Regions from separate parts of the Gossypium arboreum genome. Here region 1 is linked to region 2. A link is a contact called in public Hi-C data. All regions are on one chromosome and are shown on one strand. Each heading gives the region's core, a stretch centred on a gene start, on an enhancer-like site or on the middle of the called end of the contact. The rest is flanking DNA. Distances are from core to core; before and after follow the strand shown. Region 1 holds the start of LOC108480194 (probable LRR receptor-like serine/threonine-protein kinase At1g53440). Region 2 holds the start of LOC128293284 (a long non-coding RNA gene).

Evidence for each region. A called contact is a pair of places that touch in the nucleus more often than the background predicts.
Region 1: a Hi-C map of leaf shows a contact between it and region 2, with 1.9 times the contacts expected there. The contact joins the promoter of LOC108480194 here to the enhancer-like site in region 2. A contact is called at or near these places in 2 of 5 Hi-C or Micro-C datasets (both in leaf).

What each region holds. Positions count from the first base shown.
Region 1 is chr5:81,134,183-81,140,309 of ASM2569848v2, forward strand. LOC108480194 (probable LRR receptor-like serine/threonine-protein kinase At1g53440) reads left to right here and starts at 4,802. Exons shown (of 24, transcript XM_017783098.2): 1 at 4,802-5,561. The coding sequence starts at 5,447.
Region 2 is chr5:81,059,708-81,066,050 of ASM2569848v2, forward strand. It overlaps LOC128293284 (a long non-coding RNA gene), which reads right to left and starts at 5,660. Exons shown (of 3, transcript XR_008283456.1): 1 at 5,445-5,660; 2 at 5,055-5,356; 3 at 3,298-3,786. Within about 2 kb of position 1,379, at least 1 of the 2 cell types and tissues checked has an H3K27ac peak or open chromatin away from gene starts, as enhancers often do. A contact at or near this core is called in leaf, where this site is marked.

The DNA.
Region 1 (6,127 bases), core at 3,552-6,051, 78 kb after region 2:
TAAATTAATTATAAAAATAAATAGATGATTATATAAAATTATAATTTTATTATTTTGATATTATAAATTATTAAAACTGAAATATAGGTGTAAATGTGTAACAAATTTTATTATTCCAAATATTACACCATTATTTTCTTATTAGCTAAAATGAAGTAAAATAACATGTTTGCTTGACTTAAAAAATGTAAATGATAAATCGTAGGTTCGAATCTCAGAGAAAACATTAATAGGAGAGGTAGCAATGAACCTCGAATATGGACAATAAAATGGGCATGAATAAAAAAAAACTAATATATACTTTATAATAATATAATTTATTATTAAAACTTAATTAAAAAGGATTCATTTTAAATGTAACTAAATAAAGAAGTGTTTTATAATTTAAAAAACTAACCAATAGCTTAATGTTTCCATATATATTTTGGTTCCTTCTCTTATGCTGTGTGTATATATATTAAAAATGGAACCCACTTAATTATATTGAAAACTTAATTTAAAAATGATATCAACTCTAAATTTATGTGATTGCCTGATGGTCAAGTATGTCTATTATCCCAAGTGTGGTCTGGGTTCAAGTCACGTTAGTCACATTTGTTGTTTGGACTTTGTTTTATTATTATAATTTACCAAAAAATTAACCCACAACTCAAAATTTTCATATAGGTGAATTACAATAGTAGGGCAAAACATGAATAATAAACGCAACTCAAACCTAGGCCACAATTTATTTTAAAATAAATTTACAATCGATAAGGTCTTAACTCGATGATAAAATTAATGCCATGAGAACTTTAAGATCTCAAATCTGAATTTCATTTTTGTATAATTTTGTTTTATATTTTAATAAATTTATTTTCAATTAATACTTTCTAAATAATTACACTAACAATTTTACATAAAAATAATTTAATGAATTCATTTCAAAGTTAATATATAATAGATTAAATATAAATTTAAAACGAATAGTGAAGGTTTTGTTTCCTTTCTTCTTTTTGAGCTTCGATTTTTTAGAACGAATAGCGAAGGTTTTGTTTGTTAATTTCAGATACTAGAGGAAGCCACGAGAGTTAACAGAAAATGAAAGAAGAAACTAGAAGAGTTGAAAGAGAGAAATTCTTTTTCAAACTTTATTATGAAGAAAATTAAATTTTCAATTCGTAAGAATAAACTCATAATTAATGGAATAATGATTTCTAATTTGGTAATGATTAATATTTTTATCATTAATTTGTTGACACATTTAGAAAATTTTATAAAAATTTTAATTATTCTATAATTTTTATATAATTTTATAATTTTAAAATTTTTTAAATTTTTATTAAAAAAAGTAAAGGTCAAATTAATAAAAGTTGTAAATGTTGAGGAACTAAATTTATGATTGTACTTAATCTTTTGATAGAGTTAACAGAAAAGGTTAACAAAGGGACGGAAAATGCGCAAATCGAAAAGTCAAGAGATCAATTGGATCAAATAAAAGTAGAGGAACTAAATCCACACAAATCAATCAGTACAAGAACTATTCTCAAAATTTAACATTTTGAATTTGATATATATAATAGCCTCATACTAATTTTTTTAAAATTTGATATATATATATATATATATATATATATATATATATAGCCTCAGATTAGAATTTATTAGATAACCTCATATTAAAATAATAATTTTAATATATATAAGATAATTAAAAATAAAATAAATAAATATTTAAATCAAATTAAAGAATTTAATAAAATTGTTTTATCATATAAGTTCAATACATCATTTGGTACTTATGTTTAACACTTTTATTTAATGTAATTTTGTTTTTATTTTTATTCAATGTGGTACCTATAGTTTGTCAAAATTATACATTTTTACATGAAAGTGATAGTGTTAATTTTTTTAGTATTTAATTCGGGTTTCAAAGTTAGTTTGATGGAAATTCATAATTTATTAATAATATTAACAAGTAACTTTCGTCAAATCAACTCTAAAATTCGAAAACTATCACGGATGTTATATTGTATTTAACAAATTAAACTAATAGTTCTATTCTATTAGCAAAATCATGAAAACTCAAATCTAATAATATTAACAATTTACTTTCATCAAATCAACTTAAAACCCAAATTAAATACTAAAGAGTTAATATCGTTACTCATGACACCAAATTAAATATATAATTTTATTAAATACATGTACCACTTTAAGAAACTACAAAATATCACATTAAAAAATCAATCTCAATATCAAATAATATATTAAATCTATTATACAACATTAAAATGTGTATTGAAAATTATATACATCATTATTGCCAATGAAATACGTGGGGTCAAGTGCGCTGAAACATATTATCCTCCTATTTATAAGTTAGAAAGGACTATAGACAGTTCTAGACATTGTGTCAAAAAATACATCCCAACCTATATATATATATATAATCTAAGATTTAGCGATATTTTATTATAGTTTTTTTTAACAATCTTCTTATAGATTTTGAGTATATTTGCTCTTTTTACCCAACCAATAAATAGGAGGACAATGCGTTTTAAAGCATTCAAACCTACGTTGTCCTACATTAGCAACAATGTCCATAACAATCGAGCTAAGGCACAACCATCAATTATAATGTGATGTTAGAACATACCTTAAGAGTTCACAAAAGAGTAAATGATAAATTTTAAAACTACACATGAACATTGATTTAATATGTAATTTGATATATAAATTTTAATTTGACCCAATTATACATATGTAACTCTTATAAAAATATAATTTTGATTCGATTATACACATTTAAAGAAATACATAAATCAATTAATTTTATATTAGTTTATAGGGTTTTTTTCTATAATAATACATAAAAATAATTAATAACCAGAATAATATGAAAAAATGTTACCTAAATAATTTGAACTATGCATTTGGAACCCAAAATCTATATGGTAGCAGATAATTTTGGGTTAAAATAGTTACACTAATTATGTCAAAAACGAATAGATATAATCCGAAATCGATAAACGATATATCGATTTGGGGTTGTTGGTAACGCATGAGAATGCCAAATCATCATGGTGGCTGACAATTGGCGGATGAGTGTGTAATTAACGCCAACCACCGCTCGTGACAATAAATGCCATTCCACCCCCTAACCCCATATATACCCCCTACCCTACTTCTATTCCACACGCCCATCCTTTTCTTCACTCTCAAATTCCCTCAACCCCACTCCCAAATCGGCAACCTATTTGGCTGGTCATTTCCAATAAAAAAAAAATCAAAATTACTCCTCAATACTCAAAACCCTAAACCTAAATCACTTTTAAAACCCTAAAACCACATAAAAATCATTTTTCCTTTTACAATCCAAAATAAATGATTTTTATAATTATAATTATTTTAAATATAATTTAGTAGTTGACATATTTGGTTTGAAATAAATTGAATCGATAAGATAAGTGCTTCTCCAACTAATATAATTTATTTTTATTAAATTATATGTTTATTGTTATTTGAAAAATAAATTGCATGTTATTAATAAATGCGGTTATTATAAGTATTATAATAATTAGTGAATAATGTAGAAATTATGTTATTATTTGTTTGATTGAAATAAATATTGTTATATGTACATGTAGTAAACATGAGATAATATTCTACAAACAAATTTTATTAGCATATAAATTTTCATTTTTTTAAAATTATGGAAATATTAGTTTAGGTTTCATGTTAAGTAAATAATTGTGATATAGAAAATTTGTAAATTTAAGTAATTTTGATTTCTAAATATTTATGTAATTATTGTATGTAGTATTTTTTTATTGAATTCGGTATTATGATATAAGTGTGTGTTTAGGGTTTGAAACATTTATTTCTAAAGTTTAGGTTATGGCATTGATATGATTGCCTCACGTGTTTGATGATATGGAAAATTCGGATAAATTTAATTTAATAGTTATAAGATTTTAAAAACAAATTTATAATTTGCATTGAATTATTGACTAAATAAATTGGCAGTTAGTTGTTGGTATCCCCATAATTGGGACATGACCAAATTCATGAATATTTGGATGTTGTTGGATTCGAAAATGTCTTAAACATGAGGCCCTGCACAATTTGCCCAGAGTTAATTGTTGCGTTGTTGGAACGATAACAACCGAGGATGCATACTTTTTCACTTATCATGTGGGGAGTATACCCATTGATGATTGGTCGTAGTAGGGGAGACGACACCTACCATGACTTTTGTTTCCAAGACATATATCATATATTTTAGGTAAATAATTTTCTTTTTGTTGGAAAAAAAATTAAATCTATTACTAAAATTTTATTATTACCAAATATTTGTTGGTCGGTTTTCGATACTTGGAAACTTTAACTTATCTTCTCTAAGTAGAATTATCTTTTAAGAAATTTGCCAACTTTATTAACTCATTGTTTTTTTCTTCTTCTCTTGATTAACTGTTTTTTTTTCCCACTTGGAAGCTTAACAAGAATTGGCTTCCTAAAAAGTTGGAGATTTTTAAATATTTCTATCTACGATAGGTTTGAGATTTTGGACCTCAATTCATGTCAAACGGTAGAAGATTACCTCGAAAGCCTAAGGGTAGGTTTGGAGGAGCGGTGCGGTGCGGTGCGGTGTGTTTAGCTTACTTTTTGTCTCACGCTACAGTATCGCTACAGTATCTAATCTCACTGCCACTGCTGTTTTTACACTAACCACAGGTAAATGTACCGCCTATTAAAACTCACCCTAAATCAACATGTTAGCTGTGGATTTACCAGCAAAGATTGTTTACTACACCTGAGAACCCCAATATTGATTACCGATTTGGGGTTTCGAAGATTCCTTATCTGTTTAGGACATAATCACTGTCACTGCTTCAACCCCAAATCAACAGTCGTCCTCTCCATTTGGGATTTTTATGCACACTTTATATTATTTACATAATTTTTTTGGAATAATAATTATTTCGGGAAAAAGAAGCCCGGTTTATATATAGATATTGTAGGTACTGTATAATATTGATTTTGACTCTTCTAAGTACTAAATGCCGGCAACCGCCACCAAAGTCAAAGCGTGTGGCAGCGCCCGCTGCTGTAGAAAGCCTTAAACGGCGGCTCCTCCCCTGTCTCCATTTGATTCCTCAACTCATATATTTCTCACTCATTCCTGCGTCATTTTCTTTTCTTTTACATTAAAAAAGAAAAACCAGAAACCAAAGACAAAAATCTTCACACAAAAAAATCACACATTAATTCCTTTCCTTACGTTTGCTATTCTGTCAATAAAAACGACGTCTATTATATCATAACTTTATAACCATAACAACTACTCCACTTCGATTCCTCAGAAAGAAATCAACACTGTTCAAACAAAATCAAAGATACATTTGAGTTTTTTTCTTTTGGTTTTTAGAAGAAGAGAAAATTTGGGGTGTGGAAGAAGAGAAAAATGGGGTTTGTTTTCTCCCTATTTAAGATGGTCTCTGTTCTTTTTCTGGGTTTTTTGGCTTTGAATTGCTTCACGGAGTTTGGGTCAAATGCTCAAGTTTTGCCTGATAGTGAAGGTATGCATACTCTCTCTATAATTTATTCTTTATTTTGTTTTTTTGCTTTTGTTGTTGTTGTTTTTTTTTCTCTTTTTGAAGTGAGTGTTTAAGTTAGTATTACTCTGTTTGGTTCCTAAGATTTCAAAGGAAAAAAACAGAGCATGTGAAGAAAATATACCTTCATTCTTCTCTTTAAGTTTCAAGTTTCTGGGGTTCCAAATTTGTCGTTTTGTTTTAAAAAAGAATGCTATTGTTCTGGATATAACTTAACAATTTTTGCTGCAAAATTTGAAGTTTTACTGAATTTGTAGCACAAATCTTTAATAAAAATGTCACACTACGATGCAAAGCTTTGTATTTTTTTGGATAGTGATGGTTTAGTTTGTTTGTTCATAGATGATACATGGTTACATAACTCTGTTTGGTTGCTAGGAAAATTCTAGTGAAAGAAACAATTATAATTCATCTTAAGTATTGTTTGGTTGATGAGAAAATATGGGATACATGAATAGAAGAAACTATTGGAATATTTCAAAGGAGTTCATTGTGCGACTTTGTTTTTGTTTTCTCTTGCTACTTCTCTG
Region 2 (6,343 bases), core at 129-2,628:
TCATTAAGCTGAAAAACATTTCAAACCACATTCAAATGACATATAAGATTCACATTCATTCCAAAAATGAACTCAAAGTAATTGAGAGCCATTACAAATAATAAATTTAAATAAATCCTTCACATTAAATTATAAACACTTTGTACAAATCTCTAATAGGTTCAAGCCCTTATGAACTTGCCATTCCAATGACACATCATGGAACATTGCCATAGGTTAAACCTTCTTTAGTCATTGAGTGGTGATGTGATGCGTCCAAGTTGCAAACTCAATCCTCTTAGAAAGATTTTATTTATGTGTTTAAATAATTAATTCAATATGCTTGGAGAGTTTAGTAAGTACTTAAGGATTATATTAGCTTGACTTTGGTGGATGAAGATTTTCTACTTGTTTTTGGTGGGAAAGTAAAAGGTATAGGTCAAACTTCGGTTAAAATTTTGGATTGAAAGGAAGAACAATTGAGAAAAGTCTCTTTTTCTCCTATAATGGGGTTCTCACATTTCTCTTTTCTTTTCTTTTAAAACCCCTTACGCTTGGTGTAAGTTAAGGTCAAAGTCTCATTAAAATTAAATGTATGATTCACTTTTAACCACCGTATAAGAATCTAATCTAATGACTTCAAATTATTCCTAGTAATTTAATATTTCCAAACATAATTTTAATATAACTTTTAAATAAAATGATTAAAATGTATTTTAACTTCCTTTTTTACTCCATTCATGACACCTAATACCTCCAAAATCCCCATAGTTGTACTTATAATTACTATTTGTTAATTCGTGCATAAATTTGCATTTAAAATCTTTCTCGAGAAAAATGAAAATTTTATGATTTACTCCTTAAAATTTAGTTCAAAACTCCCTTTTCTTCGAGCTTACTCACTTTTCTGATCCCATGACACTTTATTACTGCTATTTAACTCAGCTCTTCATTACTAGGGAATTTTCACTTTATGTTCTTGTACTTTTAAAAGTTTATAATTTGGTCCCAAAAGTGACTTCCATCATAACTTTTTAAGAATTTCAAAATTCGAATGAAATTAAAACATGCATAGACTAAGAATGTAATTAGAATGTAATTAGAATGTAATTAGAATCTAACTTCTTCTTCTTTCTCCGACAGTGAGAACCCAACGTTCTCTAATTTTCAGCGGCGGTGCACGGTGGCTATTACAAAAAAATACCTTTCATTTTTTTCTTTTTATTCAAAATCTCTTCTTCTTTCTCTTAAAACCGATTTTTTTTTCCTTTCAAATCAGTATCTCTTGAATAAAAAAAATCAAAACATTTCCTTTTTCTTTGTTTTATTCAAAAGCTTTGACCTTCTCATCTGGCATGTGCGGGACAAGCTTCTAGGGCTTCAAAACCCTAACCTGAACTCTCATAAAAGATGGGTCTCTAGGGCTTTGGACCAATCAAGCTTGACCTACGCTTGGACTTCCACTTAAACTCAACTTAGCCATGGACCCAAATTTGGACCTTCAACTTGACTTGATTTTAACTTAGACTTTATTGATTTTTTAAAACAAATCCCAAAACCTAAAATGTTTTTGTGTTTAAAAATGAAAACATAAATTATAAAAATAAAAATGATTTTTTTATTGTTTAAGGGTGCAAAAAAATCTTAAAATTTTTTAAAAAGGTAACGAAGTTCCTGTTTATTTTACTCATTTTAGTACTTAAAATTTTAAAATACATTAAAAAGTCTTCAAATCTTTTCAAAAAAAGTAATTAAGCCTCTAATTTTTTTGCATTCAATTAGGTATTTGAACTTTCAAAATGCATCAAAAGACCTTCAAGCTTTTTAAAAAAAACAATTAAGCAATTGCTTTTATTAAAATTAGAAAAAATATAGAAATTTAAAAATTATAAAATTTTATAAAGTCGTAAGAAAATTATATAAAATGTAAAGAAATATAAATTTTGTAAAAAATTTATAAAAATTATTGTACCCAAAGATGAATTTTATAATTTTTCTATAACTTTTATTAATTTTATTTTTATCATTTTTACCGCATGTAGCGTTGTGTTGCAACATGTGATGTCTTTAATTGAGAAATACTAGGGTTGTTAATTTTTATGATTTTTATTAAAATTTAATAAAATTTTTAAAATTTATTGTTGTTTATACTTTTTTTTCTAATTTTAATAAGAGCATGTATTTAATTACTTTTTGAAAGATTTTGAGAGTCTTTTTGATGTATTTTGAAAGTTTAAATACCCAATTGAGTGAAAAAAAGAGGGGGTTTAATTGCTTTTTTGGAAGAAGTTTGAGAGCTTTTTTTTATGCATTTTGAAAGTTCAAGTGCTCAATTGAATGAAAAAAAAAGAATTAATTTTTTTTAAAAGTTTAAAAGGCTTTTTATACCTTTAAGCCTTTATTTATAAATAAAGTTTTCTAATTTTCTATTTTTTAAATGAATTTGAGTTAGAGTTAATTTAAATTCAGTGGACCAATTTAAATAAAGTCTAACTCCTTCAAAATTTAAGCAAAATCTAATTCAATTCCTGTAAAATTGTGAAAACAATTTAATTTAGGCTCCGTTTGTTTGCCAGTAAAATGTTTTCCGAAAAATGATTTCTAGAAAATGATTTACTTTTCTGGTGTTTGGATGAGTCTGTTTAAAATATTTTCAGAAAAAGTTGTTTTTACATATATTAATAAATTTATATTTTAAATTGTTTTTACTTATATTGCAATGATTTATTTATAAATAAATAAATCAAATTAAATATATAATAATACTCAATTATTAAGCTAGAATATTAACCGTCATAAATTGAAAATAACCAAAATCAAATAAATTATTTCTAATTGTGTTATAAAATAATAAAAACAAGGATTTAATAATTATAGAAATTAATACTAGAAACCAATATATATAAAACCCTTAATTTTATTAAAATACTCATGTCATATATATATATATATATATATATATATATATATTAATATGTACAGACTCGTGCATGGGATAAACTCTTCAAATACATGGTTCAACATAAGTGTTAGAACATGAATCTTGCAAGAAAAATGACTAAACTCCATAAAGCAATGTTTCATGGAAATTATGACAACTGACCATAAAAGTTCTAATTAGAATCTTAATTCCCAAGAAGAATGTATAAGAAAATCCATTAAATCAATCTCTTCTTTTCTATTATCTTCTTAAACATATTTCATCTTTGTTTTGATCTTCAGTAGGTACCAAAATTTTGTTCCTTTATGTTCCTAAAGCTCCTGCCATTTTCTTTTAATGGCTGAAAAAAAAAAGAAAAAGAGTGCATAGAAACGGAGTTAAAACAACCAACAACAGAGAGTTGAAATTAGATAAGGAAGAGGGACATAAAAATGAAAGGAGAACCTCAATCCAGTTTCTTCATCTGTACATTTATTAACATTCAATTTGCTGACCCTAAAATCCAATTGAATTTCTCTTATGGCTCCATTAGCGAGAAGATGATGAGCAATCAACTATTTGATGCTTCCTACACTAAAAAAATAAAGAAGAAAAAGTTTCTCATCTATGTTGTGTACAACCATATTCTTGATTCCAACTTTCTGGTGAAGTCTTCATCTCTTATGAAGCCACCTTTCAAAATGCATGGAGTATCAATGACAGTTACATTAGGAATCTGATTTTTGTACCGTTCAAAGCATTGAAATCATTCCCTCTATGAGTATTTCATTTCAAAGAGATGTATTTGGCAGCAACGGTGTTTCTTTGCGTAATCACTCTGTCAAATATGGCTTTCATTTGCGTTAGCTCATCAAATATCTTCTCAACTGCAGAAATAAATTATGAAGTAATAAAGAAAACTGCATATTAAAGAAGGTTATGATAACCATGATCCTTGTTTATAGAGAAAGATTGCCTCAAATGATATTAACTCCCAATTTTCTGATAGTTTTTGTTCAAACTTCACTTGGAATGATGATTGAAGTCGTTGCCTACATTAATCAGTACCAAAAACATGTCATCTACATAAAACCATTACAATTTTGAGTCTGTGCAGATTGATCACTGCAGTTTGGAAAGGCAAAAGTGAATCTTATAGGTGTCACATAGAAAAGCCCATAATCTATTTACACGAGGAAGGCAGCAGCTTGCATCAACCTAGTGACATATGCTATTTATGCATATACGGCATAACTTTATCCAGTATTGTTAAGACAAGCACCTAGGCATTGCGCCTTAGCATCAAAAACAAAAGCACCTGAAACCCCTTCAAGCTAGGCGCATTCAGTGGGCACAAGCTCGGCACCCCTAGGCATGCACTTTTGTAAGGCAACACACACACAAAAAGGAAAAACCATTTTGAAAAGGGATCCTTCTCAATATTTGAGTATACGTCACAAGCACATGACCAAAAGAAATCATGCACACAGGCCAAGAAAATTAAAAGAAAATTTAGCTTGTTCACTAAACAAATTCGACCAACTTTCAGAGTTTATTATCATAAGTATAAATCTTAAGCTTATTATATACACAATCACATACTCATCAAGACTAATAGATATATAAAAATGCACACACAATGCTTGTTGCACCTTATTTCACTCGAGCAAAAGTGTTTTTCTTTAGCACTTCATGCCTTAGTCAATACAAGGGTTTGAACGCGTTAGTCAATACAAGGGTTCGAACGCGTAGAGTGCACGCCTTGCCCTTAACAAAACGATCTTTGCCATCCATCAATTTGTAAAACCAATCAAACATGGATACTATTAACATAGTTCTCTATGTTTTAAGCTAAAAGCCAATACTTTCTTCCTTATACACACACAGAAACAATCAACCTTCAAACAAAAGACCAACATTCAAAAACATCTAATTACATCAAAAACATAAGCTTGGAATGAATTAGTACTCGTTATTCAAATAAAGGTCATCATCTTTCTCTCTTTTTTTTTTCTTTTTTTTTTGAATTTAACGATGAGAATTCAAAATCAACAGATGAACAAGGAAAACTTTGAAGAATCAAATTTATTTTACAAAATTCTCAATTATTTACTCCATTTCAAAGAAATCAAATGCGGGAAAATCGAATCCGAACCTGTAAATATAAAAAATGAGCTCTCTGTAGAAGATGTCTGGGAACTCCTCTCTCAAGGTCCGAATAGCGTAACCCATATTCATGTAATAATCCTACTTCTCCTCTTCCTCTTTGTCAGGCTTCGATCCTCGCTTCACCAGAGCCGAAAATTGTACGTACAAACTCAAGTTTTGGCTCAAACCCGAAACTGTACTGCTGACATCTTTAACACCGGCCCTAGCGTTGGTCCTTGACCAAACTTTCTCATCATCGTTCTTCGAAATCGCGCAACTCTTAAGGAATTTAGGGCGGGGGTAGGGTTCCTGGCAAATTTGCTAAGAGATTGAAAAAAAAAAGATAGATAGATAACAAAAATCAAAATGATCGAAGAGATAAAAATGGGTAGAGTACCTGGCAATGGCACTGATTTGCAACCCAAGGGGAAGGGGAAGGGGAGAAGGCGTTTTCCCGTGTTTTGGAAAATGTCTTACCGAAAAAAAAAGTGTAAGACATTTTCCCAAAAGAAGACGTGATTTTCCTGTGTTTTGGAAAAGCATTTATAGTGGGAGTTTATTTTCCACCAAACAAACAGCGAAAAATGACGAAAATATTTTCCAGAAAAGCTTTTACCCCAAACAAACGGAGCCTTAGTCACACTTTCAAGATTATAATTTAATTCCAATTCTAAAATTAATTTAAAATAAAAGTTAGTTTTATTTTAAAAGATATCATATAGCTCCATTTTGATGAATCTAAAACCCAATAAATTTAAAATTATAAAATTAAAGATTTATTACATACGCATTATAATAGTTAGATATAAAAAAAATAATTAGTATAATTTTAAACTTGAAATTAGCAAGATGAATAAAACTTTTGTAAAAATAGGATCTTTTAAAATAAACAAAAATTTTCTTCCTTTTTATTAAAAATAAGTTATGAGAGTGATTAAATATTATTAGTTGAATTAATGTATTATTAACTCATATGCTAAAACATGCATAATAAATATTACTCCTATCAAACTTAACATTAAAATTATATATCATTTTCCAATTGTTCTACCTTTCATATATGTTTCAGAAGATCGAATTATTCATGATCATTGATAACATTCTAAGATGGCATAAAGTCAAAATTCACCACAATGTTTAATGGATTAGTCAAATTAGCACTCATTTTGTTTCTTTTCCTAAGCAATTAAACCTTTCATCTTTTAATTTTGGTCAAATTAGTCATATTTTGATAGAAAATGTTAAGTGATCGTTAGCTTTTAATGCTGTAGTTGACACAATAGTTCATATGTATTA